Regions from separate parts of the Mus musculus genome. Here region 2 is linked to region 1. Evidence: chromatin contacts called from public Hi-C data. All regions are on one chromosome and are shown on one strand. The core of a region is the stretch at or near the end of the contact, and the rest is flanking DNA. Distances in the headings are between cores, read along the strand shown. Region 1 has its middle 41 kb from the start of Api5. Region 2 has its middle 260 kb from the start of Gm13794.

Evidence for each region. Hi-C and Micro-C count contacts between places; a contact is called where the count stands out from the background.
Region 2: a contact with region 1 is called in a Hi-C map of cerebellum, with 3 times the contacts expected there. The contact joins two enhancer-like sites. A contact is called at or near these places in 2 of 15 datasets of contacts at CTCF or cohesin (large pre-B cells and pro-B cells) and 4 of 484 Hi-C or Micro-C datasets (cerebellar granule neurons, cerebellum and cortical neurons).

Annotation. Positions count from the first base shown.
Region 1 is chr2:94,476,741-94,481,922 of GRCm38.p6, reverse strand. No RefSeq gene overlaps it. Among named protein-coding and RNA genes, the nearest start is that of Api5, 41 kb to the right of the region's middle. Within about 2 kb of position 3,457, at least 6 of the 459 cell types and tissues checked have an H3K27ac peak or open chromatin away from gene starts, as enhancers often do. A contact at or near this core is called in cerebellum, where this site is marked.
Region 2 is chr2:95,129,005-95,134,203 of GRCm38.p6, reverse strand. No RefSeq gene overlaps it. Among named protein-coding and RNA genes, the nearest start is that of Gm13794, 260 kb to the left of the region's middle. Within about 2 kb of position 2,838, at least 2 of the 459 cell types and tissues checked have an H3K27ac peak or open chromatin away from gene starts, as enhancers often do. A contact at or near this core is called in cerebellum, where this site is marked.

The DNA of each region.
Region 1 (5,182 bases), core at 2,208-4,707:
TCCTCCAGACTAAACCTGATTGGCTCAGGGGAAAGCCACCTGACTCCTCCCATCATATCTAGGTAACCAGAAAACTCCCAAGGCTTGAGGCTATGGAGTGTGACATCAATACCTTGTTCCTGGAGGATCTGCAGGGCATAAAACAGTGCTGCCATTGCATGTGGAAAGCGTAGGGCAAGCTTCCAGATGAAAAGACTTGGTTCTTCTGGTCAGAATAAAACTCCAGCCAGGAGGAACAGCACACACCTGTGGTCCCGGCACTGAGGAGGCTGAGGCAGGAGGATCGCAGGGCCAAGCCTAAAGTGGGTCATATAGTAAGAGCCTGTCTCTAACAAAATGGAAAAGTAAGAGGGGGAGGAAAGTCAAGAAAAGGAGGGGTATGGGAAGGTGCTATGCACACTCTAGTCCTTGTTCTGGTCCAGATTTGTGTGGTCTGTTTAGCCAACTTTCCTGTGATCTCACAGGCTTAGAAACCCTCCTTTCTGACTAATTGTACTTTTGACACCTAAAAGCAAAAGGATTATGATTGACATTTCCCTAAATCCTGAGTAAAAGCCTATCAACATCTTTACAAGTTGTATGAGGTTTAGGTTGGAGCAGTGGCTCCGTGGTTAAGAGCAGCAGTGGCTGCTCTTGGAGAAGATTCGGCTTGGGTTCCCAGTACCAGAATGGGTTCACAATCCATAACTCCAGTTCCAGGAAATCCAACAGCCTCTTCTGGCCTCCACAGGCACAGAAGAATACAGTCTATAGGCACTGAGTGTATATATTGTATATACACACAGACTTATGCACATAATTACACATACAAACAAAACTTTGTAATAATTTTTTTAAATTTGTGGATAGGAAAGCATTGAGTCCACCTTCAGAACCCTTTCTGGGTGGGCGAGGTGGTTCTGTGGATGAAGATGCAGCCTGTGTGGCTGACCACTGAGGGACCCGTGTGGTAGAAGGAAAGGAATGTCCTTTTATTTCCACAGGCGCACCACGGCACACTCATTCACACACACACACACACACACACACACACACACCCCACAAAGTAAATAAGGAAAATGTCATTTAAATCTCAAGCCTTCTTAGCTGCTTTTATGAAAGAGGAGATGATGAGCTAACTGTCTCTAAAGTAAAGCCTCTAGGGACCAGCAGAGTCCCAGGCTTGCTCTTCAGTTCCTGATTCATCATTGAGCAGCCCCTCCAGTCTCTTCTAGCGCAGACTTTGCCCATTTATAAAATAAAGGAGCAGATGACAAGACTTCAGAGACCCTTTCAAAACCAGAAGAGTCTAGATTTAAGTTTCACTTTCTCAAAGTCAATTGCTTCTGAGCTATCAAGATTTGTCGATATTTGTCTGGCGTCGAGTATTGTTTTCTAAACTCCTCCTTCCTAGTCTCCTTTATTTTGGACTGGAAGCTGACAGACACTGGGCTGGCATCTGAACCTCTCCCATCCTTTCTTCAATTAAATCCAGCACTTCCTGGAAAGTAGCCTAGGCAGCAGAGAAAGGATTAACAAGCCTTGCTTAACGCCATGATAAGACTTAATGGAGGAACAGCATGCTCGGATGGCTTCTCTAGAGAGAAAGGAGTTTAACAGGAAAAAGAGATTCACCTGGCTGGCTAAAGACACCTATGCCTATGAGAAGAGGGTGCAGAGACTAGCCTGGGGTTGTACTCACTGATGAGAGTCGTCAGTAAGGGCACTTGGAATGTGCTCGTACCAATCTGTAGGGAGCAGATGTCACCTGGAGCTCAGAGCCCGGGATTTGAGCCAAGGTTGAAGAAGGAGTCAGGAAAAACCGTAGTGACAAATCAGTCGAGCCAGCGGCCGTGTCAGCGCTAAGATGGCATGCTTGCTTCCCGACTTCGCAGCCAGCTTTGCTGTGAGAAGACTTGGAAGGAAGGAGAAAGGAAAATGGCACGTGCCAAGCAAGCAGACAGCGGTGGCCTGCCACAGAAGAAAAGCGCGTTTAATCACAGCCCCCATACTTTCTCTTACTGACTAACGGCAGAGGGAAGCGCCTAATGAAGTTACTGCTCTGCTGACTGAATTTGTGATTTTTGGCTTGTAAACATCCACTGTTGAGCGCTCACTTGTTTACTGAAGCTGCCTGGTAGAGGCGGATTCCACAGTTAGCTCATTCATCCATCGAATCTAGCTGAACACTGAAAGTCAACTAACCAAGGCGAACGGGCTTTGGTTGTATGAACACCCCAGGCCAGAGGGTATTAATAAATCTAAAGAAGAACAAATGTCGGCGATAGTGAAGAAGACAGAACTATCTACAGCAGAAAAGAAGGCAGGAAAAGACAGATAAAACCACTCGGGTCCTAACCCACAGCCCCTACTGCCATATCTTGAATGTCACACCTCATTCTTGCCCTTCTGACCTTCAGGGCTACTCTCAGCACAAATCACAGACTTTAAATCTACCCTTAGCAGGTTCACCCAATGGTGCATCACTTGCAGTCACAGGACCCCAGAGTGCCGCAGAGGTCAAAGAGAACAGATGAGAATCGAGTCTACTTTGTAGGTGGGAATTGAATCTGCTTCATTCCAAGGGCTGGAACTCTGAGAAGACAATGGATTAACAGCCTGAAAATCTCATCTGCCTCTGACAGATTCTACAGGAAATAGGATTAGAGAGGGCCAACAGCAGAGCGCTCACCCCTGTGCTCTGGTGGTCAGCCATCATCTTGAGACTTGGGGTGTCTGTGCCTCTCTGGTTCTCAGCACTGTGCTTTCCCTTGGCTCTATAGATGTCTGGACCTGGGCACATCATGAAACACTGAGCCAAGTTTGTTTCTGATGGTTCTCAACCTTCAGGGGCCCCTAGACTGGGATAAGGTTAATGCAGAACAGACCCGAACAGTATGTCCTGCACTCCTACAACCTAAGTGTGAACGGGTGTCTTTATTAGATGAGCCGGCCCATCAACCAACACTGCGATCAAATATGTTAGAGAAATGTGTTGGCTTGTTTTTCCAGAAGTGTTTTTTTTTTTTAGAAGCAGGTGGCCCCATTGGAAGATAAGTTCACCTGTGTCCTCAGAGCCCATGGCTACACCCCACCTCCAGAGGCTACAGCTGCTGCCTTCTGCATGAGTCAGCTGGGATGTAGCATGCAGCAGGCAGTGAGGGAGCCGGGAGCACTTTAAGGCGTTGGGAGGGGGGAGCCAGGAGAAAGCTAACTAATAGCTTGCAAGCGTGTCTTCTAAAGAGTGTGTTAACCAAACAAGCTGCCATCCCCTAATCCCTCCCACTCCTGCCTGAATGTACACTAATTGAAAATTAAGTTTTCAATTTGAAACCATTTTCTAATTCTGTCTCATTCAGGAGCAGTTAGAGCCCCGGTGTTCTCCTGAATTCCCAACGTGCTTTTCCTGCACTCCCTCAGGAAGGCAACAAAAGCGGCTTGTCAACACATAACCGAGAGCAGCAGGTGGAGAGCAGGAGTCATGGGTGGGAGCCAAAGACAGGAGGCCTGACCCTCCCTCCTAGGACTCCTGCTGACCTGGGCTGGACAGGAAATGTGCTTCTCTGGCCTCCATCTACCCAGTTTGCCAGAGTTGCAGGACAGTAAATGGAACTCTGTCATCATCCTTTGTCTAGTAGGTTAAGAAAGCCCAAGGCAATAAGAGAATTTCCTTGTGGGCAGGTTAATCCTGGAGCCCTGTTCTCTAAGGCTCACTAGCCCTGGTGACTGACCTATTTAAAAGCAAAAGGACAGCAGCTTAATGGGGGCTGGGGACTAAGTTCCTTTGGACTCAGATACTTAAAAAATGAAAACAAAATAAGTTCATTAGTTACTTTTCTCGTTGCTATGACCAAATCCCTGACCAAGGGCAACCTAATGGAGGAAAAATTTGCTTTGGCTTATAGTTTAAGAAAGCCCACCATCCTTCATGGCAGGAAGGCACAGTAACGGGAGCAGGAGGGAGCTGGTGATGTTGCAAGAAGCAGAGAGCAGTCAGGAAATGGGGCTAAGCTGGTGTCTTAATTGGGTTTTATTTCTGTGAAGTGACACCATGATCATGACAACTCTTATAAAGGAAAACAGATACCTGGGTCTGGCTTACAGTTTCAGGGGTTTAGTCCACACAGTCATGGCGGGAAGCATGACAGCAGCAGGCAGAGAACTGGCCTAAGCTTCTGAGACATCACAGCCCACTTCCTCCAACAAAGCCACACCTACTTTAACAAGACCACACCCCCTAAGGGTGCCACTCCCTGTGGACCAAGCATTCAAACACATGAGTCTATGGGGGTCATTCCTATTCAAGCCACCACATTCCACTCTCTGGCTCCTGTAGGCTTGTAGCCATAATAATGCAAGATGCATTTAGTCCAACTGCAAAAGACCCCCATAGTCTATCACGGTCTCAAACTTGTTTAAAAGTACGATAATCAAAGTCTCTTCTGAGATTTATGCAATCTCTTATCTGCAGTCCATTCTAAAATCACATTTTAAAAAGCAGACCACATAGTTCCAGCATATAATAGCACAGGGTACGCATTACTCTTCTATAAAGCGGGGAAGGAAGCACAGGAAAGAAATGCTGGACCAATGCAAGACCAAAACCCAGCTGGGCAAACTTCAAACTCTGCATGTCTGATGTCAAAGCACTCCAGATCCCCAGCTCCCTTCAGCTTTATTGACTACAACACACTGCTCTCTCTCTCTCTCTCTCTCTCTCTCTCTCTCTCTCTCTCTCTCTCTCTCTCTCTCTCTCCAGCACCATGTCTGCCTGGACGCCATCATGCTTCCCACCGTGATGATGATGGACTGAACCTCAGAATCTGTAAGCCAGCTCCAACAAATGTGTCCTTTCTAAGAGTTGCATTGGCCATGGTGTCTCTTCACAGCATCTCTTCACAGCAATGGAAGCTTCAACTAAAACACCAGGCTTTATCTTCATTGCTTCACACATTGGCATCTCTAGGCCTCCAAGCAAGAACACCCCTTCCACATGCCTGACCTCAACAGTTTTTCTTAGTCATGGAAGGAGAGTCCATAACCACTTTATTCTATCCTTGACTCTAAAGCCAGAACCACATGGCTGAAGCTGCCAAGTTCTGATGCTTCCTGAGGCTGGAACATGACCCCCTTTTTCAATTACATCTTTACCGGCTTTCTGTTTTCTTCATTAACTAAGCTTGGCTGGCCTGGAATTTGCTCT
Region 2 (5,199 bases), core at 1,589-4,088, 650 kb before region 1:
GCATCCTGAAAGGCTCATTTTAAACTGAGTAGGTCACATATAAAATATATATGCAAAACACCTAGGATCCAGAACTTTAGTCCTCAGTGATCATCTTGAGTGTGCTTATCAAAACAAAAGTGTTCAGATATGTCTTTCCACAATGTCAGAAGGTATTGAATAAGAGATTCACAGGGTTTTGTGGCAGAACTCTGTCAGACACTTCCACTTTTCTTAATAATTTTGCCAAAGAAAATACAGGTTTGTATATTCAAATCAAATTACTAATATTAACTGTGAGATCACATATCATGCAGGAAAGTTAGGTTGTAGGGATGTATAAGTTAGAGCGCAAAACATTTCAGGGGCTTGTGAAGCAGGAGAACTAATAAAGATGTGAATAGATGCTCTTTGGGGTTAAGAAGAAGCAGTCCGGGAGGGAGGTTCTGGAGATATACACTTCTGCTACTATTGTAGAGTTAGAAGACAGGGTCAGAGTTGAGCTACAGATGCAAGGTAAAAGGAATGGATATCCTTGGAGGGTAGATGGATAAAAGGTTCAGAGAGACAAACAGAAGGTCTAGCAAAACAGGAAATTGGATATTACAGTGGTCACATCAACAGCAGAAACCTAGTGCGACAGAAGCCTTTGGTACACCAAGGAGTGTTTTTTCTATCAGGCCCTTGCCTACTTACACAGTGTCTGGATGACAGATTGATGGGGTCTTCTGCATCAAGGGACTAGGTATCCATTTTGGTCTTAGGGTGACTAATGTTGGTTGTCCATGACTGCTTCTGGAATCATCCAAGACACAAACTGCTGAACACACCTGTACAGGATTTTCTTGATCAGGTTATTTAGAGAAGGAATACCCACCTCCAATATGGGCAACGCCTTCTAGTAGCAATCTCAAAAGACATGGAAGATCCCTTTATTCATTTACACGTTAGACATATAAGCTTATGTTAAATGAAAACTGATTTATCCAAAGTACAGAAAAAGAAAGAACAATCATTTACCAAAATAAACCTTTCTAGATTTTCTTTATTATTGTTCAAGTTGCTATTCTTTAGCAAAAAAACAAAGTTTCTATAGCTTTCCTGTCAATTCTTTTGCTTCACATAGATCTATAGGTTTGACGCTCCACACCCAGGTCCCATGAGCCAATAGAAAGCAAAGTTTAAGGGTCCTATCGTGCTACTAATTTAAAGATTTCGTGGATTAATTTCTGCATTTTTCTGCACTTATGCTACATTTGTTTCCTCAATATTCTGCTTTTGTGGTTTTTTTAAATGACAAGTTTGTCACAGACAATGTTATTTTCTTACAGGTATTCATAGGACAAAGAATTATTTAAGAAATATTTTTACTCTGGTTTTCAAAAGACTTTAAAGAAGATTCTTATATCTGCTTTAAAATAAATAATTATGATAACAAATAATAAATGAATGAATAAATAAATAAGAAAATAAATAAACAATGAATAGATTAATTAATTAATCAATCAATTAATTATTAGATCGAAGACGTGGAAGACAGAGACTTGTTTTTTCCTGCCTGCCCTCACTATCCCTGGGGTATCCATCTATGCTGCTGCTGCAGTGTTCTTTTGCTGATATTAGGACAAACTTGTTTAGAATTCTAATACAAACTGAAGACCATCAGCTCCTCAGGTATCCTCTAGGTATTCAGTGCCAGGTTGAGATATTGAGCCTTGTGTTCTGAACAATAGACTTTTAGCCTCTTTGGTATGAAACAGACATAGCCACACTACCAAGGCCATCCTGAAAGCCAGTGTAGTCCATTTTTTAATATATGTATATTCATTCTAGCAGTTCTGTCCTTTAGAGAACACTGACTAATGCAACTTAGTCATTAGACATGTCAATGGGCCCACGTGAGAGAATTTTACCCTTTCTTAGTCTGGTGTGTTAAATGAGTTTTTGGGCTTAGTTACCCTGGATGGGTTTTCATATGTCCATATGCTCCTACAATCCAAATCCAGTCCCACCAGCTTATAAAGTGGCTTCCTACTACTAGGAATATGCCTTAGATCAGGCTGTGCTTCATGTTTGGTGCTAGACAGATGTTTTCATTGATATGTCCATCAAAATATAGTTATCCTCCATCTTCAAAATGTAAGCAAAAGCTGCTTGTAAAATGGAACCGCTCAGAGCAAGGCACAGCCTAAAAACACACTGATTTACACAATATGGAATAACAGAAAAATAGCACAGCCTCATGTCCACAGTGACCTTGCCTCACTAAAAAATCAGTTGTCCACACTTTCTGTCAAAGTGTATATATGCGTGGGACTGTATCTCTCTTACTACTCTGTTCAGCATTAAAGGTGAGCATTGGCTTACACTTCTAGCCAAGAGTCAAATAAAATTCAAATTGTGGTTTCTACTGAATATATAACATGCACCATATTAAAGTGCAAATAAAAGAAATCATAAGTCAATCCACAAGACAGACTGAAATTCAGGAGATTTGGTGCATGATGGTGAATAAAGGGGGATAAGAAAGGTAGAGCATATAGTTAAATAAGAAGGAGACTGGGTGAGTTTAAAATGTAACGTCATAAGTCTCCTAGACTCCTGCTAAGATTACAAGACAAAAGGCTACCACAGTTCTGAACAGAGAAGGATTGGTATCTGGGGAACACAGTGTTTTGTCTTCTCTGATTTATTTTTTGGCAACTCCGGGGACCTAAGAACCAAGTACATTTCTGTTGTTGACTTCAAGGGCTCAGGTGAAATATCCATTAATATTCATAGAAGGCCAGATGGACTGGCCAATGCCTGGAGCACATGGGTTAGTTTCAGAAGGACCATCTGGGACTTGTTCTTATGCCATAGTGAAAAGAGCCAATGAGAGCCCAGAACAAAACACAGTCAATTAGCAAGTGCTGCTGGGGGCCTGCTAGATCTGCCAGACTTTATTGCTCAAGAACAATGCTTGTTTGGAGGAAGAGAAAACTTACTGGATACTCCGTTTCTTCCTCTTTTAAAAATTTATTTTCAAGAGTCAACTAGACACATCTTAAAAATTAAGAAAATAGGGTACACATTTCTAATTTTCCAGTAAAATAAATGTCTATAATATTCTGCAGCTTCAGCTGGGATATTTTTTGAGGGGTTGGTGGCAAATCTTACTCTGTCCCTCAAAGTCATGGCTGTCATTCTGTCTCAACCTCATGAATTCTAACACTATTGCCACCACACCAGTCTCACTATTTGAGATACTGTTTCCATGTTGGAGCAGGAGGATAGCTTGGTCTAGAAAAGTTAGTGTGTGTCCTTACAATTTGTTCTGATAGATGTGACATACTTTACTGAAGAACCTTTGGCATAGAAAAATTAATATCCCCATTACCATGGCAATGAGATAGTTTTGGTGTCATGCATAATGTTATGCAATTCTTTTTAAAATTTATTTGATTTACTTACTTTTAATTTATTTATTCACTTTTCTTTCATGTCTATAAGAGGTTTGCCTACACGTGTGTATGTGAACAATAAGTATACTTGACCCATGAGGCCAGAAGAAAGACTCAGAAACCCTGGAGCTGGAGTTACAGAATGTTGGGAACCAACATACAGGGTACTTAGTCACTTTGAGGTGCAGGTTTTTCATGTTAAAGATGAATCAAGAAAAAAGTGGTTATGAAAGAAAGCACAATTGACTTAGTCTTTTGACCCATTTACTGTGTTGTCCTGTGTCTACTGGGTGTACCAGTTATGTGTCAATTGTCCATGCCATAGCAGGGGAATGACAATGAAAAGTCAACCTGCAATATGAAGCGAAATAGCAAACTTTTATGCTTTAAACAAAAAGTACAGAAATTTGAGAAAACTAAAAATGTTACTTTAAAAAGCCCTATAATCATAATAACAAATTTACAGACAATTTTTATAGTACTTTGATATATTTACTTGCTATGACTTATTTTAAAAGTAATCGTTTAGGTAAACCATTAGAGCTAAAAAAAAATTATACAGATTAACAGGCTAATAAACACTGAAAGTCATAGAATTACTGAAGAGTGAAAGAAATGATGTTTTAATCAAGGAAAAGGTGTGTGTGTGTGTGTGTGTGTGTGCGCGCGCGCGCACGTGTTCCATAGGTGAAGCTTAAGTGACTTTCTTTTGTTCCCTACCTTATTTATTTTTAAGACAGAATTGTTTTAATTCAGTGATCAGACTCCCATTTCCTCAGGTCCCAGAGTTTATTCTTTGTAGCATGAGCATGGACAAGAAGAGTAGCTAGCTAGAGAGCTGTACGGTGGCTCAACAGTAAAGACACTTGCTGCTCTGCACACATCTGACTATGTGAGTTCAATCCACCACAGTGCTAAGAGAGGAGCGACAACACAAAGCTGTCGGAGCATGCCCTGGCACATACATGCCCTGTCACATGCAACCCACATACATACACATAACAGTAATAAATAAAACAAAAAGAAGAACTAACAGTAGCTGAATAGTCAGTGCTGGCTGAGGTTACCTGGGCTCCTCTGTGATATACTTGAGTCACTTCATCTCTCAGGATCAGGAAACTCAGGTAATAAATAGATCTATGTGAGCTCCCAGTTCTCTGTAAGGACTAACAATTTAAGGACTAGGCAATTTTTCATTACAGTAGTAGTGACTTGACAGTTAAATTTATATTAACAATCACATGATTGATCTATTTGGTTGAAATTCACAAAATACCTTAAACCCATGAATTAATTCTACCAGTTGCCACACACTGACTATTGAGGCTATTATTGCCACAACAATCTCAGAAGGCCTTTATTACCAGATTAGAGATGAGCAGGTGAGATCTTGTTTTCAGATTCAAAGGGAGTTAGCCTTCACCTGAAGTTAACAATCTGATAAGGGATAGAGAAAACATTCAGATCTTACAGACCTCCAAAGCTCAGCCATTCACAGCATTTGTTTTCCAGGCGCATCCCTATGACCAGGATGCCTGCACTTCCTTCTTCATATTAATTTGAAGTCAAGTGAAGATGACCTGTCACTTGCCCAGCTCATCTATATACTCCTAATGTGATGTACCAATTAATATTCATAAAGAAGAAAAACAAGGATGGAGTGACTCATGGTGATAAACTGTCCTAGGAAACTGTTAACTTCAAATTTCTCCCAAAGAACCATTAACACATCATTAGTTTGTTTTTTTTTTTTCTATAAGCTCAATTAGCATGCGAT